3 separate regions of the Mus musculus genome follow, and all the other regions are linked to region 1. The links are chromatin contacts, called in public Hi-C and HiChIP or PLAC-seq maps. All regions are on one chromosome and are shown on one strand. Each heading gives the region's core, a stretch centred on a gene start, on an enhancer-like site or on the middle of the called end of the contact. The rest is flanking DNA. Distances are from core to core; before and after follow the strand shown. Region 1 overlaps 4930565D16Rik (RIKEN cDNA 4930565D16 gene). Region 2 overlaps Arfip1 (ADP-ribosylation factor interacting protein 1). Region 3 overlaps Trim2 (tripartite motif-containing 2).

What was found. A called contact is a pair of places that touch in the nucleus more often than the background predicts. HiChIP or PLAC-seq counts read pairs in DNA pulled down with a chosen protein or histone mark.
Region 2: a Hi-C map of bone marrow-derived macrophages shows a contact between it and region 1, with 8 times the contacts expected there. The contact joins two enhancer-like sites. A contact is called at or near these places in 1 of 39 promoter capture datasets (embryonic stem cells), 11 of 15 datasets of contacts at CTCF or cohesin (CD8 T cells, the G1E-ER4 cell line, the NIH/3T3 cell line and 6 more), 260 of 484 Hi-C or Micro-C datasets (the 63-12 cell line, the AML12 cell line, B cells and 125 more), 58 of 115 datasets of contacts at active chromatin or transcription factors (the 230-238 cell line, CD4 single positive thymocytes, CD8 T cells and 40 more) and 4 of 9 other capture datasets (adipose tissue, embryonic stem cells, embryonic tail and 1 more).
Region 3: an H3K4me3 HiChIP or PLAC-seq map of bone marrow-derived macrophages shows a contact between it and region 1, with 4 times the contacts expected there. The contact joins two enhancer-like sites. A contact is called at or near these places in 1 of 39 promoter capture datasets (liver), 3 of 115 datasets of contacts at active chromatin or transcription factors (bone marrow-derived macrophages, embryonic basal ganglia and pancreatic cancer cells) and 4 of 9 other capture datasets (adipose tissue, embryonic stem cells, liver and 1 more).

Annotation. Positions count from the first base shown.
Region 1 is chr3:84,354,683-84,359,598 of GRCm38.p6, forward strand. All of the region lies in intron 3 of 4930565D16Rik (RIKEN cDNA 4930565D16 gene), which reads right to left. Among named protein-coding and RNA genes, the nearest start is that of 4930565D16Rik, 23 kb to the right of the region's middle. Within about 2 kb of position 1,864, at least 45 of the 459 cell types and tissues checked have an H3K27ac peak or open chromatin away from gene starts, as enhancers often do. A contact at or near this core is called in the CH12 cell line and bone marrow-derived macrophages, where this site is marked.
Region 2 is chr3:84,544,715-84,549,630 of GRCm38.p6, forward strand. Arfip1 (ADP-ribosylation factor interacting protein 1) reads right to left here. Exons shown (of 9, transcript NM_001081093.2): 2 at 3,220-3,321. The coding sequence starts at 3,312. Among named protein-coding and RNA genes, the nearest start is that of Gm35410, 35 kb to the right of the region's middle. Within about 2 kb of position 2,442, at least 33 of the 459 cell types and tissues checked have an H3K27ac peak or open chromatin away from gene starts, as enhancers often do. A contact at or near this core is called in the CH12 cell line and bone marrow-derived macrophages, where this site is marked.
Region 3 is chr3:84,166,856-84,171,771 of GRCm38.p6, forward strand. Trim2 (tripartite motif-containing 2) reads right to left here. Exons shown (of 12, transcript NM_001271727.1): 10 at 4,605-4,675; 11 at 797-937. Among named protein-coding and RNA genes, the nearest start is that of Mnd1, 14 kb to the left of the region's middle. Within about 2 kb of position 2,811, at least 28 of the 459 cell types and tissues checked have an H3K27ac peak or open chromatin away from gene starts, as enhancers often do. A contact at or near this core is called in bone marrow-derived macrophages, where this site is marked.

The DNA of each region.
Region 1 (4,916 bases), core at 614-3,113:
GCTGGGATTTTTGTTTGTTTGCCGTTTTTGTTTTGTTTTGTTTTGTTCTTGTCGCCATCACAGAAAGCTGATGTGATTGATGTAGGTAAGCAGTGGGGAAACTATGAACCAGAGATGGAGCTGGGATACGCAGGCTTGCTCAAAGTGCAGCATATGGGCCACTTATCAACAACTGATAGTTTGGGAAGAAGTGCAAGTAAGTATCTGAGAAAGATGGTAACACACACTGTGCAATGAACCAGCTATAGGTATTTAGAGCCTTGTGGCAGAGAATTTCAGTGTTTAGAGCTTTCTGATCAATACAAGAAAAGCCCATGCAGCTGACTGGGTCAAGAGAGACCCTTCAGACATTGTGGTGTGTGTGTGTGTGTCTGTGTGTGTGTGTGTCTGTGTGTGTGTGTCTGTGTGTGTCTGTCTCTGTGTGTGTCTGTCTGTGTGTGTGTGTGTGTGTGTGTGTGTGTGTACTTGCTGAAGACTGAACTGGGAGCTGTGGTGTACTAAGTTTGTGTTCTTTCACTGAATTACATCCTAGAGCCCATCACTGAGCATCCACGATGATCCAGGTGCCTTATACATCTACCTGAATCTTTCCCAAAACCCAAGAAGCAGAGTCACCTTCGCTCCAGTTCCCAGGAATGAAAATCTTTTGTCGGAATAGGATAGAGAAGCAGGATGTGGAACTGAGGCCTGTGTGAAGTCAGGGGGCAGCTCTCTCTTCTCCAGGATGCCATCTCTTCTCCCGGATGGTGTAACCACCTGGAGCCACACAATGAACTGTGGAATGGCTACAGACACAGAAAGAAAAGGAAAGTCGTGGGGGGAATGCATAGGGGTACTGACCAGAGCATGAGGGTGAGGAGGTTTCCGGGGTGAAAGATTTCACTGAGTAAGATCTTGTTGGCACTATGATAGCTTTTTAGATGGAGCAAGGAAAAGATCACAATGTTGTCCCCTCGCGGTGATGTGACAATCCAGGGTGAAATGTTATAGACATGCACAAATATGTATAATTAAGGAAAGAACTCAACACATGCTACAAAGCACAGGTTCGAGGAGACAATCTAAGTTGTAGGATCCAGGCATTGCAGCAGAGGAAATGCTGGCTCTGGCCTTGAAGACATGGATACAGCTTTGGGGATAAAGAGGAGAGCTGGGCAGTGGTGGTGCACACCTTTAATTCCAGCACTTGGGAGACAGAGGCAGGCAGATTTCTGAGTTCGAGGCCAGCCTGGTGAGTGAGCTCCAGAACAGCCAGGGCTATACAGAGAAACCGAGAGAGAGAGAGAGAGAGAGAGAGAGAGAGAAGAGGAGAGTGAGCTACACACGCTGATGTTTCCTCTGAATCATTCTTGGCTGTTGGGGGGCCTGGCCTGGATATTCTAGAAGATGTAGCCACAGCCCTGGCTCCTCCCACACAGGGGGTGGAGCTCCCTACTGCGCTTGCCAGAGCGATTGCTAAATGTCCCCTGGAGGGCAGCCTTCACGGAGAAACACTGGCTTGATCTGAGAGGACTGTGTGAGAATCTGAGTGTTTGGGAATAAAGAGGTGCCTGTGTTTGCTCGGTTGAAAATGTGTTTCTTGGAACAGTGGTATCTTGTGAGATAATGGTGGCCCCTTAAATGGGATTTCATGTTCAAACAGTGTTGAGAAATAGCATATAATTTTCCTCTCAATTGAAGGCTCACAGTATCTATATGTGGCAGCATAGTCAAGGCTTTGAGAGGTTGTGCAAGAAAACAGTTCGCCTTTGGTTAAACGCAATCACCACAGAACGTTTTTTAATTAAGGGACAGTATTCCCTTCCTGAAGGTCACTATTGTGTTGCAGGACACAGCTTGGAAAATGGCAGTGTGTGTAACTGAGACACGGGGTATGCAAATGAGTTAGAGCCAGAGAGTACAGATTCTCCAGCCAGATTCAACGTACTTCAATTCAGTTAAGAGCTCTGAATTTCACAGTCAACAATCTCAAAGTAATCAGCGGGTAGTTTTACTAAAACTGGTTTTGTTCTTTATTGCTATATACTAAGCAACATTAGCCTAGTGTCAGTGAGGCGAATGAATGAAAAGATGTTGAAATAGAAACCAAGGGCCAAGAGGATGGGGAAGTGGGTGAGAGTGCCTACCAGCAAGGCTCGAGCTTAGTCCCAGGATGTACGTGGTAAAGGAGAGAACTGACTCCTAGAAGTAGTCTTCTGGTCTCCACACATACTCTATGACATGGATGTGCGTGCATGCGTGTACACACACACACACACACACACACACACGAACCAAGGCATCTCAAGGCAAAAGCAGTAACGTAACGGTGGTGATGGGAGGGAGTTTGGCAAGATGGTGCCATGTTTAAAAGCGTTAGATACTCTTGCATAGGACCCAAGTTCAGTTCCCATCACCCATAGACTCTTATAACTCCAGTTTTGGGGGATCTGGTATCCTCTTATAGCTTCTGTAGATATGCACATACATGTATGCCTGAGCATTCACACACACACACACACACACACACACACACACACACACACATACATACATGCGCATGGATAAATTGAAAAGTATAAATACATCTTTTTTTTTTTTAAGAGTGAGTCATGAGAGGAAGGATCATAGAAAACACGCGCTGGAGACTGACAAAACACGGTATGTGGTTTTATGGGAAAGGGGATGGGGAAAGGAGACGATGAGGGTTCCATGACTTCAGGCTGGAGTTACAGGGAGCTTCATAGGGAGGTAACAGGCAAGGGATGATCAGGGAAGAAGATTTGGGGTGAACTTGTCTGAGGCAGGCTATCTGGAGGCAATGGTCGGACATGCAAGGGAGCAGCAAGACGTCTGCATCAGGAATGGGAACAGAAGTGGAGATTCACCTGGGGTGTGGTTTTCCTTCGGGCGACTGCGTGAGCAGAAATGTGGCAGCCAAAGAGGGTTGGAGAAGGGAACAAAGGAAGGGAACTGCAGAAAATGGCTACCCCAAGAGAGCGGAAGAAGGGAGATCACATAGCGAGGAACCTGGACCTTGATGAACAGGGTGAAGGATGAAAGAAAAGTAATGTGCTCAAATTAGAGAGAACATTAAGAAGCGTTGGCTGCAAAGAGTTGTCTTGCTTATTATTGTCAACCTGACACCACTGGTGATGAAGGCATTGCCCAGATCACACTGGCCTGTGGCCATGTCTGTGAGAGAGTGTCTTGAATAAATCAAGGAAACAAAGAATTGATTCCTTGAAAAGATGGACAAGATCACCAACCACCTTATGTAAGCCAGCAGAAAGAAGAGAGATGAGAACAGCTACTCTTCAACAGATACAGATAAAACCCAGAGCATCATCGAGCAACACTTCAAAACCCTGGAGAAATCGCTAGCCACCTGTGGTCTACCAATACGAAACCAGCAGGATGCTAACAGCTCAAACAGGTCTATTCTGAGTGATGCTATTAGAGCAGTTATAGTCTCCCAACAGAGAGAAACCAGGAGCAGATAGAATCATAGCTAAAATCCAGACTTTCAATGAATTAACACGAATGCTCCTCAGACTACAGTAAGGGAAGGGATACTATTATCCTCACACTAAACTCATAAATACTAAACTCATTCTCAGAAGCCAACCTGATCCTGACACCAAAACCAGAGGACGCAACAGAAAAGAGAGCTCTATAGATCAAGATTTCTAATGGACATAGATGCAAATACTCTTAATTTAATACTTCCAAACCTAATCAAGATTTTAAGAAATTGTAATTATTGTTATTTTATGTAAATAGATTGGGGAAAAACATGTGTGACTGTACCCATGGAGGGCAGAAGATTCCCTGGAACTGAAATTACAGGATACCATGAGCTGCAATGTGAACGTTAGGAACTGAACCCCGGTCCTCTGGAAGAATAGCAAATGTTCTTAATTGTTGAGCCATCTCTTCAGCTCCTGAATCAAGTTTTGGCCTCTTGATTGTAATGTTAATAGAGATGGGATTCTAAAGGGTTCCTGTGTTTGGATGAGAGTGAAGTATGAATTACTCCTACTCAGGATAACAGAAAAGACAATAGAAAAGAAAAATAGAGGAATCTTGAAGTGGAGGTCTCAAGTATAGAGCCTAATAAACCAAGAACTGTAGGTCATCACCAACTGTTTAACAGCACAGCCAACAGGAGTGGAGTTAAACATTAGGGAGTATGGTACATAATTATCAGTTGTAGAGCACGTAGGTGAGGGAAGGGGTGTGGCTCATGCAAAATGCAAGGCTCCAGTTTCTATCTGTAGCACCACAAATAAGACAAAAACAAAAGAAAAAAAAAACATTTACGCAAGCATAAGTTACTATGGGCCTATCACTAACCCACTTATGATAATCTCATGACCTTTGTCAAGAGTGATCAGAAGGAAAGGTAAACAAATGTGGAGAGAGAGAGAGAGAGAGAGAGAGAGAGAGAGAGAGAGAGAGAGAGAGAGAGAAGAAATTAGCAACCAGAAATGGAAGAAGTGTTATTCGACGCGTTCTCACGACCGGCCAGGAAGAACACAACAACCAGAATCTTCTACGGCAAAGCTTTATTGCTTACATCTTATGGGGCCAGAGCGTAAGAAGCAAGAGAGAGCGAAGCAAGAGAGAGAGAAAACGAAACCCCTTTCCTCTTTAAAGAGAACAACAATTGCCTCGGACGCATCACTCCCTGATTGGCTGCAGCCCATGGCCGAGCTGACGTTCACGGGAAAAACAGAGTACAAGTAGTCGTAAATACCCTTGGCTCATGCGCAGACTATTTGTTTACCAACTTAGAACACAGGATGTCAGCGCCATCTTGTGACGGCGAATGTGGGGGCGGCTTCCCACAGTTCCCCCTTTTCTATTAATAAGAGCAAATAGGCCACCCATATTAATGAGAGTGGAGATAGAGGTCAAATCCCCAGTGTGTAGGT
Region 2 (4,916 bases), core at 1,192-3,691, 190 kb after region 1:
AGTGGAAACTGTCAACATCTGTGTACTTATGACCTGCACACTTCACTTCTGTCCCTCGCAGTTGACAAACATCTGTACAGGTGTGGGAAGGCAATTGTATTCATAATGGACAAGGACTAGACACATCCTAACTGTCCACCGGCCAAAAACAGATTACAAACAGAAAACTATAATACAAGTCAAAGAACAAGCAACAGTGCAAGTGAGTCTCGGATTTAGTCAAAGTGAGTTCACAACACCCAAACTGTACAATCCCACTGACAATCAAAGGGACAGTAAAAAGCAGTCCAGTGGCTATACATGCTCGCATATCTTGTACTTGGGGACTGAGGTCACAAGTTTGAGGACAGCCTAGGCTACATAAGAAGACCCTGCCTCAAAACAACAAACCAACTAACCAACCAAATACATACATACATAATCAATCAATCAATCAATCAATCAATCAATCAAGGCAGGTTTACACTGGTGGCATCCTACCTCACCCCGCCCCCGGAAAGGGGGAAGCATATTGCTTAGCAACAGGCAATGAGTGAATGGTCTGAGTTCCTGGAAATGTACTGAGTCCTTAGTCAGTGGTGTTCACACTGGAGCTTTCCCTGTGTGTAAGCCAGACTCTAATAACAAGAAGTTTTAAGAAAGAGAATAGGCTGTGGTGATCTTTCCAACACTAAACCTAATTTCAATTTTTTATTTTACTTTTTGCACTGAGTTTGTTGAGCACACTCCACCACTGAGATAATGCCTAACATCCTTTGAATATAGTGCATTTTCAGTGAACACAGGTCTTCTACTTTCATTAGCTATTTTTGTTGTTTGTTTCTGTTGAGACAGAATCTTAATCTGTAGGCCATGCTGGCCTATAACTTTCTATGTAAATAAGGTAGCATAGAACTTGCAGCAATCCTTCTGGATCTGCTCCCAAGCGCTGGGATGATTCACCTTCAGATAGGCTTTAAGGATATCAATTCTCTTGCAGTAGGTATTTTTTTCATTGCTGTATCTCCAGTGCCTTGTGTAGTACACAGCAGCTACTTAGTAAATATTCACAGAATATATGTGCTAAAGTAGTTATCAAAATTTGGAAGAAAAAAGAATTAAATATTTGGTACAGTGAGTATCTGTTCTAATAGATATTTATTAAGTAATTGGTTAATGACAGTAACTTGAGTTTCCTTATCATGCAGGCTTATCTTAGAGGTAAGAGATTTAACTGTGTGCTCAGAATCCAAGTCTTCCTTCAGTTACACTATTTTGGACTACACATGCTCAGAAGCCCAATTAAAGTAATTGTCAAGTAAAATAAATAACTAGTGTAACTGTGGTCTGTCCTGGGTGAAATTCATGCTGCCATTTATGCTGTAATGTTAAAGTGAGGCTTCTAAGAGACATGAATGGCTTTCTCATGAAACTGAATGAATTCTCTCAACACGTTATTACAAACTATTTAGCTCTTCGGTCTTCTCTCCCTTCCAAGCTTCTTTTCTTTATAAATTATTCATTCTCAAGTATTCTGTCCTGGCAGTAGAAAAAAACTAAGATAAATCTCAGGCTTGAAGACTATCACAAAGAGCTATCTAAAATAGTAGTTCCCAACCAGAAGTGCATTTCCCCACCCTTACAGGCACTGAGCAATATACAAAGGTGAGGCTGCCAGTAGAAAAGAAAGGTGGTGCCCCTGGTACCTACAAAGATGGCTCACAGACCACAACTGAGAATGAGCTGGCACCGACTCAGAGTCCTGAGCTAAAATATCACAGAAAGGTTGCATTCTTAAATAGGAAGCAGAAGCATAACAGAATTATAAGATAATTTAAAAACTTTTCAACCACTAGTTTTTCAAGTAAACACACACACACACACACACACACACACACACACACAGAGAGAGAGAGAGAGAGAGAGAGAGAGAGAGAGAGAGAGAGAGAGAGATGTTGGTGTGTACATTTAATCCCAGAATTCAGGAGGCAGAAGCAAGCATATCTCTGTGAGCTCCAGGCCAGCCAGGGCTACACAGTGAGACCCTGTCTAAGCAAGCACGCAAGCAAACAACCTAATAAAACAAAAACTTTTTAAGACCACAGAGCCATATTTTTCCTTAAAGTTGTACATTTGTATCAAATGTCATTAGAAGAATGTTTAATCTCAGAAATCAAAAGTATCACCATCATTTCTGACTTTATAAGGCTCATTACTCATCTTACTTACTATTAATATCCTAATAAAAGAAAATATTTCTATATAGAAACACTATCAAGGTTTCACTGTTAGAAATGACACAGCTGAAATCTGAACCCAGATTATTTCCAATCTCATAGTGTTTCATTAGAATGCATTAAACTGAATTCAGAGGCAGAGCAAAATTAATTGCACTAGGTCAGGGCTGTAGCTCAGTGGTAGAGACTACGCTTACCACTCACAAGGTCTCAGCCTCAATCCCAGCACAAATGCACACAAAAACTGCACCTCCAGCCTCAGTTTCCTTCTGAGTCGACTGTCCACCTTCAGGATGTTAACTGCTCTGCTGGACCTAATGAGACACGCCCCGCATGGGCTCACGTGTCTGAACCCTGGTCCCAGTGGATGGCACTGCTTGAGGAGGTTAGGGAGCCTGTATGAGGCAGAGCCTGGGGATGGGCTTTAGAGTTTACAGCCTCACCATACTTCCTGTTCTAAATTTACACTTCCTGTGTGTGGGCAGAAATTTGATCTGCCAGCTTCCGGCTCCGACCTCTGGGCCAGGACTCCCCACCCACAATGGACTAACATTCTAGAGCCATAGCCGAAATAATCTCTCACTTCCACGAGCCCTTTCTGGTCATGGTACTTTATCACAGCAACTCAAAATAGCAAAACAACAGCAAAATCAAAACCAGCCTCTTAGGAATTAAGTACCTTTTAAAACCAGTGAGATGCTGCTGCTACATTTTAAAAGAATGTACTAATATTTATAAATAATATTTTAAAGGGTAAAATACACTTTTTTCTTATCAAAGTAAAATAAAAACTATATAAAATTATATGCCAAAACTGCAAGATACATTGTCATTCTGGTTACTGACATAAATGTTTAGGGTTTTTCATAGGTTGTCTATTAGTGAGCTAAGCAGCAAAGCTTAACCTTGACAAACCAGAGCCACAGCCTATCCAATAATCCTCAAATTATTGGCAAAAGTGTGCCACGATTCTCTACATTAACCGAAAGTAAAGTATTCTTACCCTATTGTAGCCATGCTCATGAGCATCGTCAACTTCTCCATTACTAGTTACTGGGATTTCTGCTGCAGAGTTTTTGGGAGATTCTTGAGCCATGGCAGACACCTACATTTAAAATAAATAAATAAATAAATAAATAAATAAATAAATAAATAAATAAATAAATGTTTTTTAAAGAGAAGAGAAAAAGCCATACTAATGCCAAACTATAAAAGGCATATTTTAAAAACTTAGTCACATACACTTACTATCTACCAATCTAATATTTGTATAACTTGATACATTATCTATATATTATTTTCATATATATTCTACATGATGACAATACAGTAAGATAAATGTACCTGGCTGCTTTCTTTGTATTCAATCTAGATTCCTTGATTTAAAGAAAAGTTACAGATGACAAATACCAGGAGCATCTTCCTTGCCTCTTAGAATTATGATAGATACCACTCATAATATAAGAAATACTTCAGAAAGCCATGTTTGGTGTATAATTTATACAAAGAGGGTCTACTTGTCTTATTTAATGGACTTCAAAATAAGCTTCTGTCTACAGGAAAAAATTTTCTTACTATAACAAAAATTTTAAATATGTAAATCAGAAGAACTAAAGTTTTATCCTCTAGTTTTACAGTTCAAAAAGCAAAGCAATAGTTAAAAACATAATCCTTAATTTTATAACCACATGAAGTATAATTTTTCAGAAATTAAACAACAGCAGAATATCAATTATTATTGTTAAAACAGTTGCACTTCAGCAATGATTTTAAGGTTTTTCTGAAAAATTAATGTGAGAATTTTATACAAAGAATCTTAAAATTACTTTTACCAACTTTAAAATTTTTAAATCTTCAAAGTAAACCAAGTTGATTCAACTTTCCATTAAGAACTAATGACCATGTTTCCTCCCTACTAGTTGTTAGTCACTGATGTCTTTAAAAGTGTTTCTCATTCTTTATATTTTAACAAGGATAGACACTAAAAAAATGACCCTGGGGTAATTATTTGTCAGGGATAGATAAGTAACTCCCAATGGACATGTGTTTTAATGCTGACACCTGAGTCTAGCTACTGTCTCACTTACAGTGTGGTTAACAAAACCATAATGAACAACTAATTATAACTGTGTGTATACATGTACAACTAACCTATGGACCTGAGTCAAAAAATACAATTAAGAAACTTATTAGCAAGACTCTGGATTTGATCATTAACACTGGAAAAAGAAAATCAATGAGTATTCTCTGAAAGATATTTTTAAAAAGAGATTTCAAAAAAAAAAAAAAACCAAAAACCAAAAACTTGTAGGCTTAGCTGGTTGGTGGGACCTTTAGTCACAGTACTTGGGGACAGAGGCATGTGGATCTCTGAGTTCCAAGGCCAGCCTGGACAGATACCCTGTCTTGAAAAACAAACAAACAAACAAACAAACAAGCAATCCCTATTGAGCTCTCAACTGCAAGAGTCCTGCTTTCTAGGACGTCACCAACCTAAAAGAGCTCCCTCTCCTCTCCTCAGCTGTCCAGTTGAGTGGAAGACACTGACCCAACTTGAACGGGAGGGAAACTCCATGCAAACAGTCTTGAGGGGCTAGTTGCTTCTTTTCACCTACAACCAGCTCATCATTTCTCTCATCTCTCACCAAAGACAATGCTCCTCCCAAGTATCTGCTCTGCACCTTCCCCATACGTGCACAG
Region 3 (4,916 bases), core at 1,561-4,060, 190 kb before region 1:
TAGATCTTATATACATGGGAAATATATACATAAGAGAAATATATATGTGGAAAGTAAAATCATTACACTGATAGTCTCAATTATTTTCTTGATTATACAGGGAGTTCATAGTCAACTTGGGCTATATAGACTATGTCTTAAAGAAATGAAAAAATACACAAAATTAAATATGTGTAGTATAACCATCTATAAGGCTTGAAGTCAGTCAAGCTGGACTTGAACTTTCTACATAGATGAAGACAACCTGAATTACTTATCTTTCTTTTTCTACTTCCCCATGTACTGGGGGTATGGGCAAGTGTCACCATATCAGGTTTTGGATGTTTGCTAACTGGCACATGAAATGAAAAGATGTCATGGTCACAATGAACATAAACAACAGTGTGGAGTGTCTGGGACAACTGTAATGAGACACGAGTGTGCGTGTCTCTCTCTCTCTGTGTGTGTGTGTGTGTGTGTGTGTGTGTGTGTGTGTGTGTGGTTTTTCTTAGTGACAATCATAATTTGCCCGTACTCACAATTAAGAAAACTTGATTCTTCACTTTGAGATGAGTAAAACACCCACGTAGTACCTTTTTGTTCAACGGCTACGTTGAATCCCAGCCATGGGCCCTTTAGGGGTCTGAAGAGAACAATATTCAAACCAAAAAAGGTACCTTTCCTGTTTGGGTGTTTGGTCCTTCATGTGAGGTTATCTACGGTTTAATGACTTAACCAGAAGGAGAAGCATCCTGGGTTCTAGGATGGGCACCTTCAATCCCCCCTGCTGACACGCTCCTGAGAAGAGCTGGTGTACCTGGATCCTGCTGTTCCCCCAGTCAGCCACAATGATGTTCCCATTTGAGTCCACGGCCACACCTGTTGGTGCATTAAACTGCCCATTTCCTTCTCCATTGGAGCCAAACTTCAACATGAATTCTCCTTCCTGATTAAATACCTGTATGAAATATTGAAAAACTTTTATTTAAAAATAGCTGACCCAGCTACATTGCTTTTTTCTTAAATAGCTGTCAAAGCAAGTTATTTATAATGAGACCTGTGACTTGAGAAAAGACTGAGGAAAGTCGTCTATATACTAGCCTCCTGTAGCTTGTGGTTCCCAAAGCCTATGCAATCTCATTTATTATTTATTAAATTACTCTTCTTTTTCTGCCATTTACAACTGGTTACTACATACTTGGGGTTTTTTTTTTATAAATTACAAAATACAATATGCTATAAGATATTCTGAATAAAACTTAAACTATTTATTTTAAAACACTAAATATTATCTTCAAATAAGTAGCTTTATTTACTAAATAAATAAAAATTCAAAAATGGGCACTATGTCTCTAGCAGATGGGTTGTCATTCAGTTTGGATTAGGTTTTTGTTAGACCAAATATTCAGGGTTTATTACCATTTTTACTATATCAACATAACAAGAACAAGAAGACTCATACTTAGGATTATAGGCATTATGTGTGTCAACAAGGGCGTGAACAAACCATGTTCATGGGTGAAGAATAGCAGGGGCTGTTTTATTTCCCTCAGAGGGTGCTATAGCTAAATAGTGAGTTTATAACCCCAAAGGCTTTCACTACTAGAACCAACTGAGGCTGTTCCAAGTGAGGGATGAACAGAGCTCTTAAGGAGATGGTCTCTCATGCCTGGCATGACTGATCGATCAGTTACTGTGGTTTACTAAATATTTGTATAATTGTGATACACGATACAAATATAGGTTACAGGTTTTGGAATGAAAATTTTAATGACAATGTTAAATTCATTCAATGTATCTAATGAGGCTATAGGGAACAATTGTATCTTGATGCTTCAGATGATACTTAATAGCTCTGAAATGTTCTTGGGATGTTATTTTACATATCCATTATGACGCTGCTTAAATGTATGGAAGTACTAACTAACAAATCAAGAAGTGTTGCAGTCAGGGCAGCCTTTAGAGTAAAGGTTGCTCATGTGTGGACCTCAGAGAGGTCACAGCTTTGAGCACCGATCTGATTTGAGGATGGCCTCAGGTCCTTTGAGTCCTTTCTGGCACCTTAGAAAGAAGCACAGGCAGTTCTCACTAATACATTAGGTTATGAATGCCTTGATGCAGGCTGGGAAGGCAGCGGGCACACTTTGCCTAGCCTGTATGAAACCTTGAGTTTCATCGTCAGCAATAAGAAAAAAGAGGGAAGGGAAAGGAAAAGGGAAGAGAGGGGAAGGAATGAGGGAGAGAGAAGGGGAAGGAAAAAGAGGAAGAATTTGAAAGGCTTCCTGAATTCTAGTCACATAGCCACTTATACGCAACAATGTAACTTCAGAGACCAGCGAGCATGTGTGGGGCTGGTAAGGACGCTGTTACCCTGAGCTCCTTCTGTAGTAATTCCTGCACATGATCCTTTTGGTGGTCCTTGCTTACTTGTTCACCCAGTGTAATTTACTCGGCTTAAGTACATCTCCTTCACATTGGAATTAAAACACAGACTTTGCTTTATTTTTGTTGTTCATGGGAGAGGGTCTTGATGTAGCCTAGGCTGCTTCCAGTTCCTGATCCTCCTGCCCCCTGCCAGCACCTCTGCTTTTTGCCTTGCAAGTGCTGGGAATCACAGGCATGCCCCCCAGTACCCCCTCGCTTAGTCAACTTGTGGTGAAAGCAAAAGGAAAGCCGTTCCTCTGCCCAGCTGCAGCTTTACTCAGTTTCCTGCAACTGCGGCAGGAAAGGAGTGGAAAGTTCCAGAAGTCACAGTTTCAGATCACAGCTACAGCAGGATGCCACCGTTATACTTGTTCTGATGTATAATTAGTCATCACTGTTCATTGCTGCTGTGGTTTGGATCTGAAATGTCTTCATAGGTTCATGTGCTGAAGGTTCAGTCCCAAATGCTGGGATATTCAGAGGTGAGCTTTCTAGGAAGCGAGTGGATCCTAAGGCTCTGACCTCATCAATGGATCTAATGCACTGATGGGGTCATCACTGAATGGACCAGTAGGAGGCAGCAGAAGCTGAAGGCGATCTAGCCTATCTAGAGGTGGTAGGTCACAGACGGGAGGACTCAGAGGGTATAACTTAGCCCTAGCTGTGCCTCACTTTCTTTTAGTCTCTGCAAGTCATTAGGACTGAAGCTCTGAGACCATGAACCAAAATAAACGTTTGCTCCTTGACGTTGTTATTCTCTGGTATCGGATCACAGCAGCAGAAAGCTGACACAATGGTTCCCTTTATCATATTTATGAATTAAACTGTATCATAAGTGTGCATACACAGGAAAGTAAAACCCAGAGTATCTGTAGAATCCCAGACTAATAAATGCCCCCCCCAAAACACTGCTAAAACAATAAAACCATTTTTTAAAAAACCTATAGTAGACTACTTACTAACTCTGACTTATAGATATCATATTTATTAAGCAAGAAATCACTTGAATTTAGAGTTACTGCTAACTGCTGTGTCATGGGGAAAAAAAAACTCATGCATACCATACAACAGCTGTCACAGAGGAAAAAAACAAAGCAAATGCTATCATTTCTTTAAGATGAAAAGTGAGCTTAAAGAGTTGAAATAATCTCTAGATTCTGAAACCATCACTTCTAGAACTTTGATAATCACAAACATTTTATATTTTCTGCATCTCACCTAATGCTATTGACTTAAACAGTTCTCAGATGAAGACAATCTAAGAGCTGAAATCGTTTTTATAGCTTTGCTTTTTATACTTGTATGGAGTTGTTTAATAATGTTGGTGCAACAGATCGAGCCTGGCCCCTGGTACATGCTAAGCCCATACTGTATTATTGTGGTGGTGTGAAGATGTTTGGCCCGTGGGAAGTGGCACCATTAGGAAGTGTAGCCTTGTTAGAGGAAGTGTGTCGCTGTGGGGGTGGATTCGAGGCTCCTAAGTACAGGAAGGACAGTCTTCTTCAGGCTGCCTTTGGATCAGCTCATAGAACTCTCAGCTCCTCCTGCACCATGCCTGCCTGGATGCTGCCATGCTCCTACCTTGATTATAATGGACTCAACCTCTGAACCTGTAAGCCAGCCCCAATTAAATGTTCTCTTTTATAAGAGTTGCCTTGGTTATGATGTCTGTTCACAGCAGTAAAATCCTAACTAAGACTATCATTGAGTTGCAGCCCCCAGCCCTCAGGAAATCCTCCTCCTTCTAGAAACATACACACTTCTGTCACTTCTGTCTCTATGTCCAAGCAACTGTTTTACAAATCTTTAAATCATTCTCATCATCTCAGTTTCCAATTAAGAAACTGATGTCCATCATATTTTATCTCCAAGTATGTAAGTCCATATTAAAACCTTCATGTTTGCCAGGCGTGGTGGCGCACACCTTTAATCCCAGCACTTGGGAGGCAGAGGCAGGTGAATTTCTGTGTTCGAGGCCAGCCTGGTCTACAGAGTGAGTTCCAGGACAGCCAGGGCTACACAGAGAAACCCTGTCTCGAAAAACCAAAAAAAAAAAGTTCATGTTTAAGCTGAAGCCAGATCCCCATAGGTTTACTCCATTCCGTTCCGAGTGTCTGTACAGTGCTGTACATTATTTACAACTAGACAATTTCTCCGTACAAGGAGTGCAGAGTTAACAACAGTCCGAGTACTAACAGTACCTTGACAGAGTGATTATGGAAATCTGTAATGATGATCTCATTATTGCTATTCACAGCTGCAAAGTGGGGACCTGCAATAAAATGGAGGAGAAACACGTGAGGGCTCCGACAGCAAACACGATGACAAGCACAGCAGTTGCTGCAGCACAAGACAAGGCTAACACACCGACCTAATTAAGGAAGGACAGAGAACCCGAGCCCCAGTCCATGAACCATCACTTGGCCAGACTTCTAGCTCCTGATAAACTGGATCCAGCACGTTTCTCAGCTGTCTGCTCTGACCTCGCCCCACCAAGCCTTAGAAGTGGCAGT